7 separate regions of the Mus musculus genome follow, and regions 1, 2, 3, 4, 5 and 6 are each linked to region 7. The links are chromatin contacts, called in public Hi-C and promoter capture Hi-C maps. All regions are on one chromosome and are shown on one strand. The core of a region is the stretch at or near the end of the contact, and the rest is flanking DNA. Distances in the headings are between cores, read along the strand shown.

Region 1 (3,232 bases), core at 288-2,787, 1.4 Mb after region 7:
GGGAAACCCATGTTATAGCCAGCATCTAGAACCTCAAAACTCCTCTTAAATGGAGAGGGAGATGGGAGGTGCAGGCGGGAGAGCTGTTCAGAAGCTCTGGGGCCAGCCAGCCTGGAGTGCAGTACAGCAGCATAAACAAGAGAGGCCTGCTTCAACTGGCCAGAGAGACCTGACTCCGACTTCCGCATGTGCACTGTGGTACATGAATACCTCCCACACACACACACACATCATATACACAGCACAACGACAATAAAAAAGAATCCAACAGAGAGTTTGCTGTACAACAGTGTTAGCTACAGACCGCATGCTGCACTTGCTCATCTTAGGCAACTGGAACTTTATTCCTACTATCAACCTCTCCTCCCCTACCCCATCTTCAACAATCTTTCTCCTCACTCTGTGTGTCTGATTAATGTGGACTTCTCACATAAATGGAATCTCAGTGTTTGTCCTTCTGTAACTGACCTACCTACCACCTAGCATAATATCCTCAAAATCACCTATGCTGCTACCTGTGGCAGGCAGTGTATAATATTCCACTCTGCTTATATTCCACACGCTGTGTTTCTTAAGACATTTTTATCATCTCCCTCCCCACCCCATGTGTGTGCGAGCTTGCTAGTTCATGCTTGAACACGTGAGTACAGCCGCCTGATGAGACGGGAAGCCTGTGGAGGCCATTCTCATTCAAACCACGACAGTGGCCCTTTCCTATCATCCCAGTTCTTACTGAGGAGGCTGAAGAGAAGATCAGGGGAAGCTGGGAACCAGTCTGAGGCCCAGGACAATGAGGAATACATAGCAAGACCCTCTCTTTAACCGTCCTCTCCTAAAAAATATAAGAAATGAGTAAATGGGTGACTGGAGGAACAAGAGAAATAAGTGTGTAAAAGGGTGAGTCTCCGCTGTTGGTCAGCACAACGCACCTGCAGAGGCTTTCTTTCTCTTTTATACGTTTTAATAATGCTGCTTCCATCTCCCAGGGACGTTTGAGGCTTAGCCTCACCAATGTTTCTCTCCTCTTGTTCTCCCCTAGCCTACCCATCACCACTCACCCCTGCGGCAGCCACACAGGCCTTCCTCAGCTTCTGTTCCTGAACTTTGAATCGATCCCTTGTGCCTGGCAAAAGGTATCTTGCCGACACTTTTTTTTTTTTTTTTTTTGCCTGAGGTTGTGACAGTCAAACCAAGCTTTTGTGCCTAACTCCTGACTTTACCTAGTGCTGCCCCAGATATAAGCCCCTGTGGTATTGCCGGATGCACTCCCCCCTCTCGGCCCCCTAGCTCCCGCAGGCCGTGATAAAGTTGTTTATATGTTACATCTGACTGCTCATTGACACGGCCATCTTGGGTCCCCAGGGATTGTTTATCTTGCACCTGTGTATGCCTCGCATACAGCTGCTTGTGGCTCTACACAGCGCCGTTTCCGGCTGCTGGCGTCAATCCTGGCCAGGCTAACTGGTGACTTCAACTGCAGACGCAGCTGCGACTCCGGGCACCAGTTCGGAACAAGGCTCTGCTCACAGTTCTTTCGTCACCTCCGGGTTACGCGACTGCTCCAAAGCTTGCCCAACACCCGGGATTCTCATAAATAAGGAACTCCATTCCATACTGCGCCGCCTGCCTGAGAAAACTACATTTCCCAGCAGGTACCAGAGTGTCTCTAGCCTTTCCCAGCGTGCTCTGAAGTTCGGCAGACTGCTGGGATTAACCCCTTACTGGCTGCTGCCTCAGGTTGAGCAGTAACCAGAGCAGGTATTCATTCAACTTTAATGGGGGCGATTCGGGGTCTCAGTAAAGGTGAAGATCTAAAGGATCTGGGAGCCCGGGAAAGACAGAGAAACCAAAATTTTGTTGGGTGTGTGCGCTATCTCACACCTCGCAAAACTAGGACTCTGAAGGTTTTCCGCAAACCGAACCCTTTTTGGTGCCAAGCCCCCAACGCGTCTACTTTAAAACCGCCCGTCTTCCCTACCTACCTTCTCCTCAGATCTTGCTAGTAGCAAAGCGCGAGGTGAGGGATAGAGGAGGGTGGTGAGGACAAAGAACGAGAGCCCTGTCCTTCCTGGCACCCCAGGGATCCATGAGAACAGGGCTGTGCACAGATTGGAGCTTACCCTTCTCCTACTTCTGCCTCCTGTCCTGACAAGAAGGCAGCCGGGAGAAAGCCTCTCTCTTCTGCCTGGGTGACCATGGCAGGCTAGGTCAATCCCATTGGTCCAGCGCACATTTGAGTTTCTACCTCCATGGATGTAGACAGATTCAGGGCCTGATTGAGCTGTAGTGGATGAGTGACCCGAGCTTTGCCTTGGGTGCCGTGAGGTGCTAGAACAGATGCTGAGTAGCTTTGAACTTTGGGAGCTCCTAAGTTAAGATGTGGATTAGGGAGAGAGAAGGCCTCCTTCAAACTTCCTACTGTGTGTGGGATGGGAGGCAGCAGGGGCAAAGGCCAGGAGTTGGGGAGGAACAGGTTTGTAAGTGGGTAGGAGGGATTGGGGGACACAAGGTAATAGGCTCCAGCAAGAATCTGAACTGTATTCTAAAGCGAGGTGTGGAGGCCATGGAAGGAAAGCACCAGTGAGCAAGACAGCCATGTGCCTCCCAGCTTCAGCTTCCTGGTACCCAGTACCTTGGATGGGTGGCCAGGCCACCATTTCTTTGCCTATCCTATATGGCGCTATGCCTCTCTGTGTCTCTGACTTTTCCTCTGTACAAACTTGGTAATAATTCCTACTGAACAAGACATTTCTGGCACGACCTGTTGTCCTCTTCCTACTACAGGGCCCAGCCATTCCTCCTTCAGAATGCCAGAGGGCCCAGAGCTGCACCTGGCCAGCCACTTTGTGAATGAGACATGTAAGGGGCTGGTATTTGGTGGGTGTGTGGAGAAGTCCTCTGTCAGCCGGAACCCGGAGGTGCCCTTTGAGAGCAGTGCCTACCACATCTCAGCTTTAGCCCGAGGCAAGGAGCTGCGCTTGACATTGAGCCCCCTGCCTGGGTCCCAGCCCCCTCAGAAGCCACTGTCCCTTGTCTTCCGCTTTGGGATGTCAGGATCCTTCCAGCTGGTACCCGCAGAGGCACTGCCCCGCCACGCCCATCTACGTTTTTACACAGCCCCACCTGCTCCCCGGCTTGCCCTTTGCTTCGTAGACATCCGTCGCTTTGGCCACTGGGATCCTGGGGGTGAATGGCAACCAGGCCGTGGACCCTGTGTCTTGCTGGAGTATGA
Region 2 (3,101 bases), core at 174-2,673, 1.2 Mb before region 7:
GACTATGTAAATAACCCCTTCGAGTTTTCCTGGAAACTTCTTTTCAACCAAAGATCCCGATTGGTTAGAAATCAGGTAACAAGGTTTGCTTAAGAGGTCTTCTAGAGAAACTACACCAGGGCGGGGGGGGGGGGGGTGTGAGGGGGCGATCCAGCACTCTGATGGTGATTTGAAGGGCTAACCGGAGACCTACTAGGTAAGAGCATCATGACATTGGGCTATCTGAAAGCTCGTATGGGTAGGGGGAAAACCTAGCAAACCTGACTGGAAGTAAGCTGCGTGAGGGTCCCTATGAAAGCTCGGGTAGCGATGACTCGTAGGATACCCAAAGATCTGGGACGTAGCAATGCATTAGGAAGCAGTAGTGGCCTTGGTTCCCAGACAAGGATCCGCTCCGACATAACGGTGTCTAGAGGTTCCAGTCAGAGTCCTAAAGAGGGTCTAAAGAGGTTCTAGCAGGAGGTGGAAGGGGGCCAGTGACAGAAGCGCCGCGGCTACTGGTGGACAGAATGGTGTCTGGTCAATGAAAGGTACGGGAGAGTCGAGTCTGGGGGTGGAATCCCGGCGGTACTCCGGCGATTGCTAGGCTTTAGGGGCAGAGCTGCTGGCGGGGCGTCTCCGCCGGGGCGGGGCGGGGCAGCCCTCCGGGAGCCAAAGAGCCGAGCGGGAGACGTGGGCCGGGCCAGGCCAGGCGGCAGGGCCGCTGGGTGCTGGGGCGGGTCTTACCTCTGGCTGCGCCGCGGTGGCCACCACAGCCCCTTCCTCTTCGGCGGTAGCCGCTTCCCCAGCTCGGTTTCCAGGGTCAGAAGGAGAAAGCAGAGGCCGAGGCCGCCGGGGGGTAGGAGGGTTCCGCGAGGGTGGGCCCAGTCGCCTCAGGGTCCGAGAGAGCGGCGGCCGCGCATCCCCCGCCCTGTCAGAGAGACTCCGCCCGGACTGGGCAGGCACATCCCCCGCCGCACCCCGCCCAGAGAGCACGCGTTGGAAGCTAAACCGCGGTCCCTGCTTTTGCCCGGGGACCGGTATCTCCGCCGCAGTCCCTCCCCGTCCTGCCAGGACTTTCCGACGGCCACCGCCAACTGCCTCTGCGTCCCCAGTCCTCTCAGGCCTGCGCGCCCCCGACCCCGCTCACGCGGCCCCGCCCCGCGCGGCTCTCCAGCAGCAGCCGAGCAGGCGCGCGCGCACTTACCTCCCACGCCCCCTGCTGCCAAGCCCCGGACAGCCCCGCCCGGCCCCGCCTCCGCACGTGACGCTGCTGGAGCGGGCTGCCTGCGCTTGCGCGGACACGCCTATTTTCCACCCTCCGAATGGCCCCGCCTCCCCATTCCTTCTTCACTTTACGGCAGGGCTGAGACCTCCGTGTTAGATTCTCGATTACTACATAAAAACGTCGTAAGGTTGGAAAGGCAAACTCTGGGATTACGACCTTAAGTCTCACTTTCCGGCCAGTACAGAGCTCCCTGAAGGCTGGTTGGGTTGGTGAGGCCTGAGGAATAGGTAAGACGCCTCCTCCCTACTTAGGTTTGTCTCAGTTTTTGGAAGCAGTGGATCGCTTTGCGCTCCACGCAGACTCTAGTGTGTCCGAGCCCCTTCCTCATTCTGCAGCTGGATTCTCAGCGCCGCCCCTTTTCCACACACGCACGCCCCTCCCCCCACTTGTTCCCGCCCCCGTGGCCAAGTATTTCTTTCCATTCATTCCACAGACTTTTCACTGAGTTGTTTCTATGCTGTAAAATCCAGAATATTAGAAGAAAATGAAAAAATATCCGCTCTTTTGAAGTGCTGTGATGTAGGAAACAAAGAATCCGCAATGGTAACACAGTAAAATAACACGGGATGAGCTGAACACAAACGGGGGAGTGGGGGGGGGGGGGTCCTTGATTGCAGAAGAGGACTTTTCCCAAATGACTTTCAGGCCTGTGGAGAACTCGTGTTAAAACCTTGGTGGACCGAAACTGGCCAGAAAGAAAATGGGAGTAGAGAAAGGCTAGTACAAAGGCATGTGACAAACAACCTAAGAGTAAAAAGCAAGAGGATTGGCATATACCTAGTAAAAACCGCGCAGGTAGACTTCCATTTGAAACAACTAGACTATGTGGCGAGTGAATTTAAGGCCAATCTTGATCACAAGGCGGGGGAAACTTAACTATAACAAGTGCAAGAAATAATCAGATGCAGGTGCAAAGGCTGTTTTTGAAGATGGCTGATTGCCTGGGATGGCTGGCCTGTTAGCTCCTGAAAGAATAAGGCAGCTAGATCTCCAAGTGGGAAGCCAGTCTGAGCCAATTTTAAAAAAAAAAAAAAAAAAAAAAAAAAAAGCAGATATGGTAGTACACGCCGAGTTTCAGGCTAGCAGGGGATACATAGTGAAACCTTGCCTCAAAGAATAAAGTGAAGTTTAGCTCAGTGAGTAGAACAAGCACTAGATTCTGGGCTCTGGGTCAGTCCTGACTTGGGGAGGTCGGGGCGTGATGGGTGAGTGAAGGGTGAGCCATGGAACCTGAAAGTGAATGACTAAGGGTGAGGAGGGGTAGAGAAGAGAAAAACAGCAGGAGAACACGAGCTTGTCCGTCCATTAGAATCACCTAGGATGCTTTTTTTTTTTTCTTTTTTTAAGTAAAACTAATACCCCTCCAACAAACTATAGCTCACTAGATGACTAATGTTAAGGGTAGAGTCCAGCAAGCTACACAGGAGCGATGAGTGGTGTGAATAGACAAGAAGCTGAGGGAGTTGATTTCCAAACCTTAAAAGCAGGAATCCTTTGACGAGAAAGAATTGAAGATAAGATGAGAAGCTTTAGCAGAAGACTGAAAGAATTAAATGACTGCTCTGGGAACTGAGAGAAGGGAAGCCACTCCTGCCTTTCCAGTCAGGACGGTTCCGTGTGCGTGGGAGGCGGGGAGGGCATGTAGGCGGGAAGTTTGCAGCTAGTGCTAGGCCGTGCTCCTCAACTGAGCCCTATCCCCAGCTTCTCTCAGTTTTTGCTCTTGCTTTGGGTTTTTGCAATAGGGACTCACTGAATTGCTTGGTAGCCAAGGCGGCCGTAAGCTTTCGGATCCTCTTTGCATCGGCTACCACTTCTGCTTCCCATCTCCAATCCT
Region 3 (3,014 bases), core at 81-2,580, 1.1 Mb before region 7:
GAGGAGACTGAAGAGCAGTCCACAGGGCGAGCGATACCCTCTACCCATCTCTTCTGGCAAGACTCTTGTCTTCCAGCTTTAGGAGTGGAAGGACACCTTTGCACAACCAGATACGTACGTTGAAGGAGGCAAACCCAGAGACAAAGGCTGATCACAGCTAGCCCACCCCCTCAAGCCCGTAGAGGACTGAGTGCTAACTCATCACCCTATGTACCAAGGTTGATGTGGGAACAAGATCACATTTGCCCCACCTCAATCCATCCTGGCTGGCCAGGGATGTCCAATCCTGCAGGTTTGGGGCTGGGTGGGAGCAAGAATTTACAGTTTCATCAACGGGCCGCATCTTCCCCCTAAATAATCTCATCTGCACCACTTCAAAAGTTAAATTCCCTAACTCCCCAGGGCTGGACCTGAAATCATTATGTAGTCCAAGATGACCCTGAATCTCAGCTCATGTAAGCTTCCCAGGAGCTAGCAAGCATGAACCATCTTGCATACGGTGCTGGAATTGTAGATGTGCATCACCAATGTGTTTTATGCAGTGCTAAGGACCAAATCCAAGGCCTTATATATGCTAGGTAAACACTACCTACCCTCCCAGCTCACAGTTACCATTCTTGATGTCATCTGCCATGCCGCCTCCTGTCTTCTCTCCCCCCACTTATTCTCCACTACCTGCAAGAACTTTCCTTTCCTCCCAAGCCGACTTTGAACCAGCTCTCTGGGCTTGGAGACCAGCCCCAGCCCGCCCGGGCCTGGCGCACGGGGTGCGGCCGAGTCGTGCTGGGACAGCTCCACGTTGCCTCAGAAGCAGCCGAGTGTGCTCCTAAGAGTAGATCCCGCTGGGAGTGGAGAGGAGAGGAGAGGAGCTGATTTTGCAGAGGCCCACAGGGAAGCGCCAGGCTGTGTGTGGAGACAACCGGGACTGGGGGGTCGTTATGGCGAGAAATGAATGAAACACAAATGAATGGACCGCGAGGGTGGCCGACACGAGGTGATTTCCAGAAGGGAGCGTGCCTTCCGCTCGCCTGAAGCCACCAAGACACATCGGATACATCGCACCAGACTCGCACACCTCACAGCCGGGCGGAGGCGCAGGGTCCAAGCCTAAATTTCTGCGGTTGGAAGTGCCCAGCCGGGAGGCAGAAGGCGCCTAGGCGCGGCATTCCCAGAGTCGCCCTGCCCTTCGTCGCAGCCTCCTGGACCTGGAGCCCCGGGACGCCTCCCTTACCTGCCCGCCTCGACAGGCTCGCTACGGCTCAGGGCGGTCATCGCAGCGCCTTCTCCGGGAGCCCGAGGCCGTGCGCCAGACCCAGTGCCCTCCGGGGACCGCCCACCCCGGGAAAGGCCCGCCCCCACACGCCTATTGGCCGCTCGCGCAGAATGAGCCTGGCTCAATTGGTGGAGCCTTCCCCGCTCCCAGACCGCCCTGATGGGTCCCAGCTGCAGGTAGGTCTTCAAAATTGTGAGGTCGAGGAAACCAGGGCCTGGGTCCTCAATTATGGGACTTCATATCAAAATGTTCCCTCAGGGCTCTTCATTCTACTCCGCCTTCCAACCTCCTTACCTAACCTGAGCTCTTGGTGCTGCAACATCTCAATTTCAGAGGCCTTAGCCTCTGACTAGGTGGCTGTTGGGAGTTGCCAGGGACAAGGGTCCCACCTTGTTTCTATGTACCTTATTCCTGAGGGCAACAGGAAAACAAGAGACCCTTTGTGCTTAACTGTTATGGAGGCTGAGGGTTTTGTGAAGTATCCAATCAGGGACTCATCCTACAGCGCCCTCAACAGGCCTCTACCACAGGGATCAGCCCACTATTCGACCATTCTAGGTGCTAGCTGAACCTGTCCCAGACTTTTCTAGTATTTGCCCTGAAATAGAACGGATCAGCTTCCCGATACACAGCCGCACTTTGGTGCAGGAGGCAACTTATATACTCCCAAAGTATTCAGTCTCCGGCGTCTCCAGTGGTCCCGTGCTTGAAGGTTATCTGGTGGATCCATAGCACCCAAGGCCAGGCCTCCTGGCTGTTGTCATTCTCAATTGCTCAAAGGGCAGGGCTCGACCACCACTACCAACCCCCGGAAAAAAACAAAACAAAACACAACACAGGTGCTTCAGCTGCTGTTTATTGACATTCAGGTGGGCACTATAGCAACAGGCCTGGAGACTCTGCAGAATACAAGGTGGAGAGTGGAGTGTCTGCAGTGACAGAAGTGGAGTGCACAAGAAGTGGGGAGGCCAAAGCTGTTGGGAAAGCAGGTCAGGGCCAGGGCCAGAAGTCGTCATCTACACTGGGACCCTGGGCCCCACACCCTCAGCCCCTACTCTTTTGCTGTCTCCTGACTCCAGGCTAGGGCTGGGAATTCTGACAACTTTCTACAGAAGCAAAGCCCAGAGATGCTGCCGCCCTTCTGTGATAAAGTCAGGGTTTCCAGTCCTGCATTCCTCCTCCACCCCTGGCTCAGGTAGGGCCCTGAATAATAGCTGGTCTCTATTGCATGTTTTAGAGGCATTAATTTTCCCTGGTGTCCCAGCCCACCAGCGCCACACTATGGCCCAGAGTGAGCACTACAAGCGTTGCTGGCCTAATGGAAAGGATAGGGGAGGGGAAGGGACAGGGGCTAGAAGAGGGGCTCCAGAGGGCCATCAAGGTACAGGCACTACACGCATGGTGTTGGTGAATCCAGAGCCAGGGCGCCACCCGGTCAGCACAATGACCACATCTCCCTTCTTGAAGAAGCCTCGGGCCTTGCCTGGGGGGAAAAGGAGGTTGGTGAGTAGAGGTATACACTTGAGGAAAACTGCAAAGCCCCACAGTCCTAATTGATCACACAAAGTGGCACTTTTCCCAACCCAGACACAAATCCAACAAGGCAGGTGCAGATAACTGCCCTAATAATCCTCGTCTGGGTAGGGGAGCAGGTTGACAGTTACTTCTTCTCACCACAAGATGGTGCAAGCCTCCTAGCCTAAACAAGGGCTGAGGCTGAACTCAGAATGCAGAGACCTTT
Region 4 (3,222 bases), core at 662-3,161, 1.0 Mb after region 7:
GTGGGGCAGCTGGCTGACCCTGAGAGCAGCAAAGCATTTCTAATTCTGACAGACTATAACCGGACAGAGGAACATCATATATACCACACACTCCCAGAGACTGCTGGACTTTTGCTATACATAACAGAACCCCAGTACTATAAAACAATCTATCATTAAATCAAAGGAGTTAGCAGAAGACAGCAACAGGAAAAATGCAAATACTCTTCTCCTCACTAAACTAATAGAGGCAAACGTTTGCCTTATGTAAGAGACATGTTCCCTGCAAAGGCTCTGTCAAGAAGCATTAAGCTACAAGAATATATTCTAAACTCCCCAGTGTAGCAAGGAATCAACTACCAAAATCTGCCCAAGGGTTCCTATCAGCTAGGTCACCTTGGGAAAGAAGCATAAAATTTCCACTCTCGGCCTGGCTGGGTGTGGTGGCTCGAGCTAGTTATGGCTGCACTTGGGAGGTAGAGGAAGGACCCCAAGTTCAAGACCACCATGTGACAGACACATAGGGCGTTCAGAGCCAGGCTGTGTTAGATGAAGAGATCCTGTTATAAATAATCCAAGGGCTCAGTGTTACCCAATATGCACAGCGGTGGAGGATTTGCCTAGAACGAACAAAGCTCTGGTTCAATCCCATTACTGCAAAACTTCAAAAGAGAAGATGGTCATACTCTACTCCCTGAGTGTATAACCATCTAGTTCAAGGCGCCTTTGCTTTGCTCCCACCCTTGGAAGGACCCACCCTGGAAAAGCTCAGTGGACTTCTCCAACACCTTCAGGAAATGCTGAAGCTGTAGAGGACCAAAATAAAGCACCAGCAAGACGAATTCAAGAGCTTGGTGACATACTAACACCGGAGGAACAGCTGCGCTCATAAATCCCCAGTCATCACAAGCATGCGTCCCTCAAACTGGTTTCGGGCAGACATGAAAGGAGAAGTAGAACGCGCCTTGGCACTAAAAGGAGTTCCAGTTCTTCAACATAGACAACTGGGCATCTCTGCGTTCTCCACGCGAAGGTTTTGGCTTAGGTCCGAAGACTGTTGTATTCTTTCAAAGTTCCAAAGGTCAGGCCGGTAACCACCCATGCAGATTTGTCAGACCCGTGTACCTTGGGCTCCAAGCTCCTTCACCTCCCTCTCCTCAAAGTGTGTGGCCCAAACTCAATCCAAACAAAGTGCTTGGCCAATAAGTAATTTTCTGGCTTGGCCTCTCTTCCTACCCTCTCTCAGCCTTCTTGATAAACACTAGGGACTCTCCTGTACTTTAGATGCTTGCTTCGCTACTGCTGTTGCTGTTAGGTGTTGGGTTATCTCCACATTTCTCCACCCCAACAGACTTCTACTTCCTCATTATGTTTCAATGAGCCTTTCTCCTAGGATGACTCAATACAGGTAGATCCCCCAAGACTGTAGAAATGGCACAGCAACATTTTGCTTCCCTTTCTGACTCTAAGACACCTCCCCAGGATAAGCGCGTGCTTGGCCCTTTTCTCCAGCAGAGGCCGGTCGGATGGGCTACAACCCGGGGTGCTCTAAGTGCCCACTTCTTTACAGCGCCCCGCCCCCTTGCCGCAGTTCCACCTGTTGCAAAGTCCCGCCTCCATACAAACTATGATAGGCCAGCCTTCAGATACCGCTCTCCCATTGGACAGGTGATCCGTCCCTCCTACGCCACGTCCCCGGCTCTGGCGAAAGAGGCCCAGGCCGCAGCCCTTTTCCCTAAAGAAATCTGAGAATTGGGGGTTCTACCTGGAAGGGGTTTACGTCCACTGGGTCCGCGAAGGGGTTAGTGTCGAAGGCCGACATGGTGATCGAGGGCCAGCGGGTGATCTCCGCGAGCGCTACTGCCTTTGGTCACTCAGACCCAGCGGCACACAGTGTAAACCCTCCACTTCCGGGAGCAAGGCAGCCGTTCTGGCGCAGGCGTAGCGCCCTCTGTGGGGGCGTGGCCCTGGACGTCACAAAGGTCCGTTCCGCCCCTGCCCAGCCTATTAGAAAGCGAAGGTTATTCATTCTGTCTCCATCCACTTTCTTTTTATCTCCAGAGATGCTGAGGATAGAATCCAGGGTCTCACGAATAATAGACATAGGTGTAGCCTTGAGCTACATACCCAAACCTTCTATCCACTTAGTCCTCCGGTGCAGAATCTCTTCTGATGTCTTCCTTCCTATGTGTATTTATTTTGAGCTTCCAAATAAAGGACTGGCAGGAAAGGATCATGCATTCATTCCTAGAGGGCAAAATTGAGGCGTTCGAGCAAGTCCCGGACCAAAAGGACAGGGGAGACATGTCAAACAGGAGTTATCTGAACAACTGTGCTCCAGGATAAAGCTGGAAGACCTTGCATCAACCCCTGCCCTAGATAAGCAGGATTTCTTTTAGGCTCCACCCTCCTGTGATTTCATAGATATCCTAGAGGTGGTAGTTAATTCACTCACAAACTCACAAACTTATTTATCCATGTCTTTCGGGCCGCTGTGAAATCTAGCTTGAATCGTTTCTTACCCTGGAATAGAACAGCGCTACTGATTGGTCTATTCTTGTGTTGCAACCAGATGGGTTTTTTGATTTTTGTGGTTTTGGTTTGTTTGTTTTGTTTTTATTTGGGGGGTTGTTTGTTTGTTTTGTTTTGTTTGCTTTTGGTTGTTTGGTTATTGTTTTTCCAGGGTTTTTGGCAGGTTGGTTTGCTTTTCTTGGTTTTGTTGCCTTTTTATTGTTTGTAGGTTTGAGGAATCTCTCATCCTAGAGTCTGATTGATACTCTTCTCACCAGCTAAGAAAAAAAAAATTCCAGCATAATTACCATTTACTGTTAAAGGCTGTTGACATAAAGTTAATATTCCTTTACTATGTGTATATTTTATGTTAGAGTAAAATGAATCAGGCTTAAAGCTTGAATGTTCATGTCCTTTTCCAAGATATTTCCTAAGAATCTCAAACAAAACTATTTACAATGAAGACATCATCTTTCTACATCCTGGGGAGTTTATCAACAGTAATCTGACAGGTCCACTTCAGAACTACCCAGTGATCTCGTTTAAGCTTTTTTTTTTTTTTTTTTTTTTTTTAATAGTCATGGTGGTAGTAGTAGTCATTCTTGTAGTGGTAGTAGTGATGCTGTGTGCACATGAGGGGTGGATGGGAGCGCATGTGTTAGGGGCTAATGTGGAGTTGGTTCTCTCCTCCCACATTTATGTGATTTTCAGGGACTGAACTCAGGTCACCAG
Region 5 (3,315 bases), core at 476-2,975, 1.3 Mb after region 7:
GCTGTAGTCTTAGCTGGGCCCTAGGGTCTTGCAGGCTAATCATGACATAATGGGGTCCTCCTTGGGTCTACAGCCTGAGAGTTCTAGACCACAGGAGCCAAGGGCACTCACTGTCTTCCTCCCAAGTCACTCCTGACATCAGGAGTGGAAGAAGATGCTACGCACAAGGGAGAAGAGGGCAGAGTTAGTATGTGTGATAGTAGGAAACAATATCTCCTTGAGAGAAGGCTGAGCCTGTCAGATTTGGCATGACCCAGAGCTGGCAGGGCACAGATGCACCTTTCTAGTGTTAAAGCATGTTAGTAAGATACAAAACCCAGGCAACCTGGGCTTCTGTCCCAATTTGCAATGTGATTTGGAAAGCCCCAAACCTCAGAGTCTCTCCTCTATTTGTCTAGCCTCTATTTGTAAAAAAATCTTCCAGCTCTAATCCAAGAGACACCCTCCCCTTCTCCTTGAGTGACCTCACTTCCTCTTCCTAATCCTACCTGGAGCCCAGCCCCTCCGCCCCAGCCCCATCTTCTCCCATACCTGTGCCCTCAGCTCTGTTCTGACTCAGGCAGTCCTGATCTTTGGGTCAAGATGGGTGTTCTGAGTGGTTTTGCCCCAAAAACTAATTTTGATCTCTATGGTGTTCAACTATTCTTCACCATGCGACCCTGCCTTGGCCTTGGGCAGTCCTGGAACTGCAAGGATTAGATTCCTTCCAAGAAAGAGGTGCTAGCGCTGAGCTGGGCAAGGCCCCACAACCAGATGGGCTAGAGTCCAGGTGAACAGAGGCAGTGGGTTTCCCAGCCCCTTTCTGCAACACATCAGCTTGGCTAGGGATGCTTCATCCCATCAGCTTTCCAGGTTGCTCATGCTCAGACCGGTTCTGGTGCGACACATTTGCCAGAAAGGCTCAGATGCCCACCAAGGCCGCTTGGCAATATCTCCAGAGTCTCATTCCTGGCCCACTCCAGGTCACTAGGAGCTGATATATACTCGTCTGTACTTTACCTCATAAGTCCTTCTTAATTTCCTAATGCAACTTGTTTGTTGAGGAAGTTAGGGCTGCCTCGAGATATCCTTTAGCATTTTTATTGTCTTGCTAGGAACTGAGTGTGGTGGTCCAAGCTTTTGACTGCAGCACTCAGAAGGCTGAGGCTGGTGTGTCTCTGAGTTCACGGCCAGCCTGGTCTACATAGTAAGTTCCCAGACAGCCACAGCTATATAGTGTGACCTTCCCAAACAAAACAAAGCAAAAGCAAAACAAAAAAAAAAAAAGGACTGCTAGATAGCCCAGGCTCAGCTCAAACTCTCAGCAATTCCCCTGCCTCAGCCTCCCATACCCCAATTTATGTGCTACACATCTTTTCGAAGCCTGATGGCCCTATTTCTAAGAGGCAGAATATCACTTTTACAAATGAGGAAACTGAAGCTCATAGAGGTTAAGTGGCAGGTCCAAGGTCACATGGCTAGAAAGTAGCAAGGAATGAATGATCTAACGGAATGACTGAATGAGGGCTTACGATCGCCCTCGGGGCAGAGGTTTGAGGAAGGAGGCGAGCGAAGACTGTGCACAAAGCCAGAGGCCGGGTCGCGGGAAAGTTGGTTCCACTCAGGCCTTCGGCACGGGAGGACCCAGGGGAGCGCAGGCTCCCAGAGGCACAGCCGGGTTCTGCCCCCACTCAACGGCCCGCCCCGCCCCCGCCCCGCCCCCGCCCCGCCCCGCTCGGGACCACAAACGGCGCCCAGCGGCAGCACGAACGGTCGCGCGGAACGTCTCTCTGGGCTAGCTGCCTGCCGCGACTTCCCGCGCAAGGCCGGCGGGACAGGGACCCGCAGCCTAGGCGGCGCTGAAAGATGCCGCGGCTGCTCCGGGTGGCGGCCGCTAGAAGCCTGGTGCTCTGAAGGTAGGAGCTCGCCTACCCGGCAGGCGCGGAAACTTGGGCCGAGTTTGCGGGCGGCGCGTGGGCAAGGGGCGGGTGGCCCTGCCCCAGGGCGCCCCTACCGGCCAGCCCCAGGACGGAGCGCGGGGACCGGGGCCCAGGTGCTGAGGCTTCGGGCGGTCAGACTACGGGGCCCAGTCATACCGCTGCCCAGACTTTGCCAGGACTTGGATGCTCCCTGGGCCTGGTAGAGCTCCGGAGCCACAGCACTGCCTGGGCGTTAGGGCTGGCGAAGAGTCAGGCGGATCCCTCGGGCCTCTCGCGGGGCCAGGCTCACGCGGATTGCCGGGCGCCGATTCGGGGTGGCGGTGGGGGGTTGGGATTGGTGGCGGCGGGCGCTGAGGTGCCGCGGGGCCGTGGACGAACCCTGTTGGAACAGGACCGCCTGCGGTTTCCTAGCCACTGCTTGACTCACTCTCTGGCCACAGCCCAAGCTGGCGGGATCGTCCCGAAGGAGGTGGCTGCCCAGACTTTGAGGCCGCCCCCCCCCCAGCCCCCCAGCCTTCTGGACCTCAGTGCAGTCTGCGGGCATCGATCCGTGGGGTTCCCAGTGCGAATCTCCTGACTTTTTTACACGTTTACGTGAGCTAAGGAAGGGCACCGTTGGGCAGTGGGGGGCATGTGTGCAGATTCGGGCCATGCATGTACGTGTAGGAACAGCTTTGCATGCGTGGCCCACGGCAGTCTGTGTGTCAGCCTGCCGGGGTGCACGTGCGTTGCAGAGGCGCGGAGAGAGAGGCTTGGGGACACCCGGAAGCCTGGTGTGGCGGTGGGGCGCCAGTTCCCTACTGAAGCCGGCTGGCTGTGAGCCACTGGCACGAGGGTCACGGGCGGGGCCGGGAGAGGGAAATTAGGAGCGGAGCATCCGGGGAGACCCTTTCTCTCAAACTGAGAAGTGTGGGCTGCTCCACGTTGAGTGAGTGCTCAGAACCTCAGCACGCAAAGTTTTTAGAAGACTGGTATCTGTTAGAGCGGAGAGAATACTGATGCGGGCCTCAACTTGGCTGGGATCGCGCTCTTCATGAGGCCCCAAGGATGTGACGTGGAAATGGACCCACGGAGTTGTCTGTCTCCCTCGTGGAAAAGCAGGAGTGTAGGCGCTTGACCCTGCCCTGGGTTCTGGCTGAGGTTAGAACTCCTCTAAGAACTGGCAGAACTTGGACATCTTCACGGTAGGATCACCTGTTGGCCCTACCTTCCCCAAGCGCCTTAGGCTACTTTGGTATCCGGAAACAAGGCACCTTCTTTTTGGCTACTCTCTCAGTGGGGGTGGCCTCTACCGAGGGAGCTTTCCATCCTACTGGCCGGGCATTACGTCACCGCCTCACCTTTCAGAGTCTTGGGTTGGCTTTTTGGCGCCCTCACTCCTCCTACAAAGACTCCT
Region 6 (3,078 bases), core at 241-2,740, 1.1 Mb after region 7:
TGCTGCATCTTCAGGCAACTATGCACTTTGATGAGGAGAGAGTGAGAGAGATGGGGCCGGGCACAGATGGTTTGCTTGAGGGGTGGGAGGGCCTGGTGGATGCTGGGAGTCCTCCTGTCTGTCGCCAGCCAGTGACCTGCTTTTGCATTCTCCTGGTGCCCACTGCCCCTTGTTTCTGAGAGACACAAACTATCCCCTCATTGGCAGTTGACCTGCCCGAGCCAGTGTCTATCTGTGTAACTGGATGAATATAATAAAGGGATCATTTGACCCTGTATGTCCCTCTGTGTTACTTGTCTCCATGTGGGTCTCAATGAAGCCTTGATGTGGGATGTGAAGCAGGGTTGTGGAATTGAGTTGAGTGGATCTGTGATGCCAAAAACCATGTATTTTGTGATCCTTCCTCTGAAGCAGCCCTGAGTAGGCCATGAAGTAGTTGCCACAACTACCAGTTAGGAAATAGGAGTGGCCTGTAACACTGAGTGAGGCGCATGGCCTGACTGTGTCTGTGACTTAGGGTTTCCATTGCTGTGAAGAGACACCACGACCAAGGCAACTGTTATAAAAGGATAACATTTAACTGAGACTGGCTTGCAAGTTCAGAGGCTCAGTCCAGTATTGTCAAGGCGGGAAGTATGGCAGCATCCAAGCAGTCATGGTGCTACAGAAGCTGAGAGTTCTATAACTTATTCCAAAGGCAGTCAAGAGAAGACTGGCCTCAGGTGGCTAGGAAGATATATTTGCCCACCCCCACAGTGACACACTTCCTCCAACAAGGCCACACCCACTCCAACAAGGCCATACTTCCTAATTGTTCCTAATTCCCTGGGCTAAGCATATTCAAACCACCATAGCCCTTAGTGTTAGGACTAGAAGACTGGCCTTCCTTAGCTCCCATGGTGGGTCTCTTGAAGCTGATTGAGTGGGCTCAATGAACATGTAAGTTCTTGAAATTTCTGATTGCTGCAGGGTAATGACTACAACGATTCGAATGTGCCTAGGCTTTGCCAAAGATGTGCTCTCTAAGAATGTTGTCTAGATCCTCTGTGATGGTCATCTCTCAAGATTCCTCTCAAGTAGCAATGGGCACGGTAGCACACCCCTTTGATCCCAGCACTTATGAGGCAGAAGCTGGCAGAGTTCTAAGTTTCAGACATGCCAGTTATTGAAAGAGAGAGAGAAAGGAAAGAAAGAAAGAAAGAAAGAGAGAAAGAAAAGAAAAAGAAAGAAAAGGAAGGAAAGAAAAAGAAAAAGAAAGAAGGAAAGAAAGAGAAAGAGGGAGAGAGAGAGAAAGAAAGAAAGAAAAAAAAGAAAAAAAGAAAAAGATTGCTCAAAGTGAGCCTTTCAATGTCGCGGCTCCCCTGCCTAATGTGGCTTTAGCCTTGCACAGGGAGCCCCAATGACTACAACTCCCAGAAGCCACAGAAATAGACCACGACTCCCAGAAGGCCATGCGATCACTCGCTTTCTCTGGAGTCATTTAGAGCCGGAAAGGCGCCTAGATACCGCGATACTTGCGGGTATCCTGGAGCTGGTGAGCAGTGGAAGGGGCGGGAAAGCTGTGTCGGTGGTGCCGCCGGGTGGGGCGGTGGGAGAAGCTCCTCTGGTCGCTGTGGGTCCGCGTGAAGGTCCATGTGTAATGTGTCAGATGTGGGGCTATAGGTGTGACTCCAGTCTCAGAATTGGGGGCTATGCAGCTGCACCGGTGCCCGCAGATATCATGCTCTATCCTTAGTTTAAAAGACACCCACACTTGACGCTTACCTTTGAAAAACTGCAGCATAAGGTGCCCCCCTCCCAAAGATTTAGGACCGCCCCGAAATACAAACTTTTTTTTTTTTTTTTAAATTACGTTTATTTTGTAAGAGGGGTGGCTGTCACAGCGTGCGTGTTGAGGTCATAGGACGACCTGCAGGACTCAGTTCTACCCTGTAAGTCCCGCCCTCATTCAGGGCCTCAGACTTGTCTGCAAGCTACCTTGCTGAGCCAACGTGCCTCAAATTGTATTTTATAATCATAAACGAGAGAAAGGAGAACGCTGGCAGTATTTAGATGCTTAAACCCTAAACTTGCCGAGTGGCATTTCAAATTAGAGTTAGAGCAGTTTTTGTCAGAAAAAAAAATGTCACCGTCACCGACGTTTGGAATATTGGAAGCCAGAACTAGATAGTGGGCAGGAGAGATTCCCAGCTGCAGGAAGTGATGCGTGTTTGGGAGCTGGGGTCTTCTGCTTCTTTCTAGCAGCTGGGAACCAGCAAGGCTGTGATGTATCTTCCTGACACGTGTCCTCAAGAGGTGTACAGATGAAACTGCAGTAACTTTAGAGGCAAACATGCCTACTTCCGGTTTGAGACATCCATTGGAAAGCCAAACATTTTGGCTGCAACCAGCATTCCTTAGGTGCAGTGTGGTCACACTTTCTTGGCTACAGTCTTGCCCGTATCCTGTGGTCACATTTTCTTGGCTACATTCTTGCCCATTCTATTACTGGTAGGTATACATGGAAATTTTATACTTTGTCCTTGATTAAACTGAGAGAATTATAGTCTCACACAGAGGCCTCTTTCTCTGCTGTGTATGTGTTCTCTCTGTGTCTCTCTTAAATTTCTCTCTCCCTTCCCCTCCATTCTCCCCCTCGTTTTTTTCTCTTTCCCTCCCTCTCCTCCCTCCCTCTCCCTCTCAGGGTCTCACTGTGTAGCCCTAGCTACAGGACTTAGTATGTTCGAATCTCAACTCCTAGAAATCTGTTTGTTTCTGCATTCCAAGTGCTGGGATTAAAGGCATGTGCCACCAAACCCTACTTTTTCTTGAAATATACATAAGACTAAGTGTAAGTTCTGTGGTTATAATAAAGGTCAAGTAAAAATATGAAAAAAAATTGTTCCCTGCATATGCAGCTTAGAATATAAGACTGGTCTAGGTAGCCAGCGCATCAAGTGTATCCCTTGTATGTGTACCTCAGTCTATGAGGGTGGGAAGAAAAATTAATCTGAAGTCCAAGGATGGCCAAGAGTGACTCAAGCTCGACTCTGGAGGTTGAAAGGGAACATTGCACCATGTGATAAAATAAGCTTGTTT
Region 7 (3,334 bases), core at 105-2,604:
ACTGTACCTTAAACCCAACCCAGAGACCACATTCATATTCCTCAGAAATAACATCTTTGCAATCTTGAAACTTTCAGTTCTAAAAGCCCACTTCCTCCATCTCCCCTGCCACCATCTCTCATTGCCCTCAATCCCACCACTGCAGATGTGGCTGTGTCCCAGCCCTCCCCAAAGGCCGAACTAGCATCATAAAGCATTTGCCACAACTCGTCCCCTCCCTAATGTATCCGCCGCGCTACAAAGCAACATTACACCCCCGACTTCCTGCATTTTACTCTCTTCCCTTATTTTTCCGTCTTCCCCCACTCCCACCACTATACCCAGGCACCCTTTACTTCCCTGATATTTCTTCTACCTCGGTTTTAAAGCTTTCCCCGCATCCTCTGCTCATTTTCCTCTCCTTATTTAGAAACTCCCTTTTGCTTTCCCAACCGCTACCCTAGAATGCCCAGCACTCCACCCTCCTTGGCAAAACCCAATCCTCTTCCCCCAGCTCGTTTGGAGACACTGCTGCTTCTCTTCTCCAGGTCCCCCTACTGCAGTCAACCCACTCCATCTTTCCACCCACCTTCCCTCTACCCCCAAATCCAAGGTTTCCCGAATCGCTCACTAACCCCTCTCCTTGAGAGACTCAAGCAGTCTGCTGCCTCTAGGTATTCTACGGGATCCTTTTGACCCCAGCTTCCCCCCTCCTCCCATTTTGCAGAATGTCACCCGGGTTCCAGGGCCCCAGTAGAATCCCGGGTGTCAGCGCCCGCGGAGCCCGGTTCTCTCGCCGACACCACCCCTCCGCCAGCTCGAACTCGAACGCCTGTCTCCCGCCGCTTTCTCCAGAGCCGCCCCCGCTACTCCAGCTCCCGGTGCGCGATGAGCCCTACGCCGCGGACCTGTCTACAGAGCCCCGGGCTCGCACCAAAGCGACGCCTCCACCTCTCCGCGAAGCACCTCCTCGCCTCAGCCGGGTCGCCCGCTGCCGGCTCCGGCATCCCCCTCAGGCCTGGGCCCGGCCCCTCTGGTTGCCAGAGCCGGGCGCCCCCGCCCGACCCGCCCCCGGCCCCTCGGCTTACCGTTCTGAGCAGCGCCTGGCCCTGGAAGGAGCGAGCCAGAGACCAGCAAGAGCGAGAGGGCCAGGGCGCCGGGGAGCGACGAGCCCGACATCCTCCCTAGCCGGAGAGCGCGCAGCGAATGGGCCGGGGCCGGGGCCGGGGAAAGGGAGGGGAGGGAGGGAGGGGGCGGGCGAGCGCGCGCGCGAGGGAGTGAACGAGGGAGGCAGCCGCGGCCGAGCTCCGTCCTTCCCTGTCCTCCTCCTACCGCCGCAGCGTCCAAGCCTCGCGAGACCTCCGCTGGCGGCCGTGGGCGGGCCAGGAGCACCGGCGGCAAGGCTCGCGAGAAGAGGCCCTCTTCCCCCCCCTCCCCAAGTCCCCGCCCCTGCAGAGGCTGATTGGCCAAGCACAAGGGCGGTCACGTGCGAAGGGCGCTTTTGGCCACGTGACGGGGCGAGGCGGGGACTCCACCCGCTCCTTCTCCCACGGGGGAAGACGGCGGAGTACAGTTCTCACTTCTATGGGATCCTAGCGCTCAGAAATTAGAGGAAGCATTGAGAAAACAATGCTCCCCCCACCCATCCTGCCTTTCATGCGTTACTGCTCGAAGCTTCAGAAATGGATACCCTAGACCCTGCTTTTGAGCTTCCTATTAGTACCCCTTATCAAAACCCTGCTTTTCCTTCTGGACTTTGACCAGAGACCCCTAGAGGTATCTGGCCACAACCTCTCTGCCTCGTGGATTTTTTTTTCCCTTCCAGGCAGTGTTAACGATCGCTGTGCTTCCTTGCACGGACATCTGTTCCCTCAGCCTTCAAGTGTCCTCCTTTTCCTCCCTACCTGTGCCCTCCCCACCCCTCTTTGGCCTTATTTTAGCTTCACAAGCTCTGAGGGCCTGAAGAGCTAGCCTGTGCAGGGCTACAGATCCAATTCTACAAGGAAGTCACAGTGTGTCCAGTAATAGGCAGAACCTTTGGTAGAGGAAACCCGTAAGAAAATAGTTTCCACTCAGTTCACTGTTCAGCCTGGTGTATCAGAGATGACCCACAGGAAAGGGGCAATCAAAAAGGAGTTTAGCCATGTTGCATAGAAAGTTGAGAAATGCCTTCTTTTGCGGTGAGAGAGTACTGGGGAGATGTCATAGTCCTTAAAAATGCTTGATACACAAACGTGAAGACCTGAGTTTCCCCAGCATAAAACAGAAAAGGATGGCCACCAGAGCCAACGCTGTAATCTGAGTCTGGAGAAGAGAAGAGCTCTCTGGTTTGCTAACTAGTCTGCCTAGCCGATCGATGAGGTCTAGGCTCAGTGAGGGACCCTACCTCAAAAACTGAGTATTCTCCAAAAAAAAAAAAAAAAGAAAGAAAGAAAGAAAGAAAAAGAATAGTTAAGGGAGATACCCGAAGGCAACTTCTGGCCTCCCAGTGCGGGCACACAGGCTCTCGAACACAAACACAGATTTGGGGGAGTTGGCTTGTTTGTTTTCCCTGAACCACCCTCAGCACTTGTGGTTAGCAAAGGAGTGTTTTCTGTGGCTTAGCTCATCTATGAGTCACAACAGACATCCTCGGGTGTCTCTGTGGCTTACAAGTGAGAAAGGGTAAACTGGCCTGCTGACCTGACTATATTCAAAGGGTTAGAGAATCTGGAGTAAAGAGGAGGCAGAGGGGGGCTGGTGAGATGGCTTCAGTGGGTAAGAGCACCCGACTGCTCTTCCGAAGGTCTGGAGTTCAAATCCCAGCAACCACATGGTGGCTCACAACCATCCATAACGAGATCTGGCGCCCTCTTCTGGAGTGTTTGAAGACAGCTACAGTGTACTTACATATAATAAATAAATAAATCTTAAAAAAAAAAAAAAAAAAAAAAAAAAGGAGGAGGCAGAGGCAGTTGGATTTCTGAGTTCGAGGCCAACCTGGTCTACAAAGTGAGTTCCAGGACAGCCAGGGCTAAACAGAGAAACCCTGTCTCAAAAAACCGAAAAAAAAAAAAAAAGAAAGAAAGAAAGGAAGGAAGAAAGAAAGAAACCATCACAAACTCTCCAGAACTCTCCAGCTTTCCCAGGAACTAGACAACTATCTGCTATCTGCTATAGACTGTGCTTTGCAGCAAGGGCTGGGGCTCTATCTCTGGGGTATGTTCACAGAAGAAAAGCTGTGTCCTAACAAACCTACGTATTTACACTCGCAACGAGAAATCCTTATAAAAGTATCATTCACAGATGGGGAAACTGAGGCTAAGAGATGGCAGGTTTTGCTCAGGATCTCCAAGCATAACTGTGGATGGCAGAC

What was found. Promoter capture Hi-C pulls out the DNA fragments that hold promoters and counts their contacts. Hi-C and Micro-C count contacts between places; a contact is called where the count stands out from the background.
Region 1: a contact with region 7 is called in a promoter capture Hi-C map of pre-B cells, with 2.8 times the contacts expected there. The contact joins the promoter of Neil1 here to the promoter of Nptn in region 7. A contact is called at or near these places in 1 of 39 promoter capture datasets (pre-B cells), 1 of 484 Hi-C or Micro-C datasets (B cells) and 1 of 115 datasets of contacts at active chromatin or transcription factors (pancreatic cancer cells).
Region 2: a contact with region 7 is called in a promoter capture Hi-C map of pre-B cells, with 2.7 times the contacts expected there. The contact joins the promoter of Senp8 here to the promoter of Nptn in region 7. A contact is called at or near these places in 3 of 39 promoter capture datasets (3T3-L1-derived adipocytes, erythroid cells and pre-B cells) and 1 of 115 datasets of contacts at active chromatin or transcription factors (extraembryonic endoderm stem cells).
Region 3: a contact with region 7 is called in a promoter capture Hi-C map of neutrophils, with 2.6 times the contacts expected there. The contact joins the promoter of Gramd2 here to the promoter of Nptn in region 7. A contact is called at or near these places in 3 of 39 promoter capture datasets (liver, neutrophils and pre-B cells), 1 of 484 Hi-C or Micro-C datasets (spermatogonial stem cells), 2 of 115 datasets of contacts at active chromatin or transcription factors (extraembryonic endoderm stem cells and pancreatic cancer cells) and 1 of 9 other capture datasets (pancreatic islet).
Region 4: a contact with region 7 is called in a promoter capture Hi-C map of erythroid cells, with 2.4 times the contacts expected there. The contact joins the promoter of Scamp2 here to the promoter of Nptn in region 7. A contact is called at or near these places in 3 of 39 promoter capture datasets (erythroid cells, liver and pre-B cells) and 1 of 115 datasets of contacts at active chromatin or transcription factors (pancreatic cancer cells).
Region 5: a promoter capture Hi-C map of pre-B cells shows a contact between it and region 7, with 3 times the contacts expected there. The contact joins the promoter of 1700017B05Rik here to the promoter of Nptn in region 7. A contact is called at or near these places in 1 of 39 promoter capture datasets (pre-B cells), 1 of 484 Hi-C or Micro-C datasets (B cells), 1 of 115 datasets of contacts at active chromatin or transcription factors (pancreatic cancer cells) and 1 of 9 other capture datasets (liver).
Region 6: a contact with region 7 is called in a Hi-C map of pre-B cells, with 5 times the contacts expected there. The contact joins the promoter of Ppcdc here to the promoter of Nptn in region 7.

What each region holds. Positions count from the first base shown.
Region 1 is chr9:57,146,610-57,149,841 of GRCm38.p6, reverse strand. It overlaps Neil1 (nei endonuclease VIII-like 1 (E. coli)), which reads left to right and starts at 1,537. Exons shown (of 10, transcript NM_028347.3): 1 at 1,537-1,758; 2 at 2,785-3,232. The coding sequence starts at 2,808.
Region 2 is chr9:59,748,971-59,752,071 of GRCm38.p6, reverse strand. Senp8 (SUMO/sentrin specific peptidase 8) reads left to right here and starts at 1,423. Exons shown (of 2, transcript NM_027838.3): 1 at 1,423-1,494. It overlaps Myo9a (myosin IXa), which reads right to left and starts at 898. Exons shown (of 44, transcript NM_173018.2): 1 at 727-898.
Region 3 is chr9:59,678,470-59,681,483 of GRCm38.p6, reverse strand. It overlaps Gramd2 (GRAM domain containing 2), which reads right to left and starts at 1,330. Exons shown (of 12, transcript NM_001379375.1): 1 at 1,232-1,330. The coding sequence starts at 1,272. It overlaps Pkm (pyruvate kinase, muscle), which reads right to left. Exons shown (of 11, transcript NM_011099.4): 11 at 2,112-2,756. The coding sequence ends at 2,650.
Region 4 is chr9:57,559,633-57,562,854 of GRCm38.p6, reverse strand. Scamp2 (secretory carrier membrane protein 2) reads right to left here and starts at 1,911. Exons shown (of 9, transcript NM_022813.3): 1 at 1,745-1,911. The coding sequence starts at 1,801.
Region 5 is chr9:57,261,009-57,264,323 of GRCm38.p6, reverse strand. 1700017B05Rik (RIKEN cDNA 1700017B05 gene) reads left to right here and starts at 1,725. Exons shown (of 3, transcript NM_028820.2): 1 at 1,725-1,895.
Region 6 is chr9:57,438,526-57,441,603 of GRCm38.p6, reverse strand. Ppcdc (phosphopantothenoylcysteine decarboxylase) reads left to right here and starts at 1,490. Exons shown (of 7, transcript NM_176831.5): 1 at 1,490-1,534. It overlaps Scamp5 (secretory carrier membrane protein 5), which reads left to right. Exons shown (of 7, transcript NM_020270.3): 7 at 1-277.
Region 7 is chr9:58,580,260-58,583,593 of GRCm38.p6, reverse strand. Nptn (neuroplastin) reads right to left here and starts at 1,354. Exons shown (of 9, transcript NM_001357751.1): 1 at 1,068-1,354. The coding sequence starts at 1,158.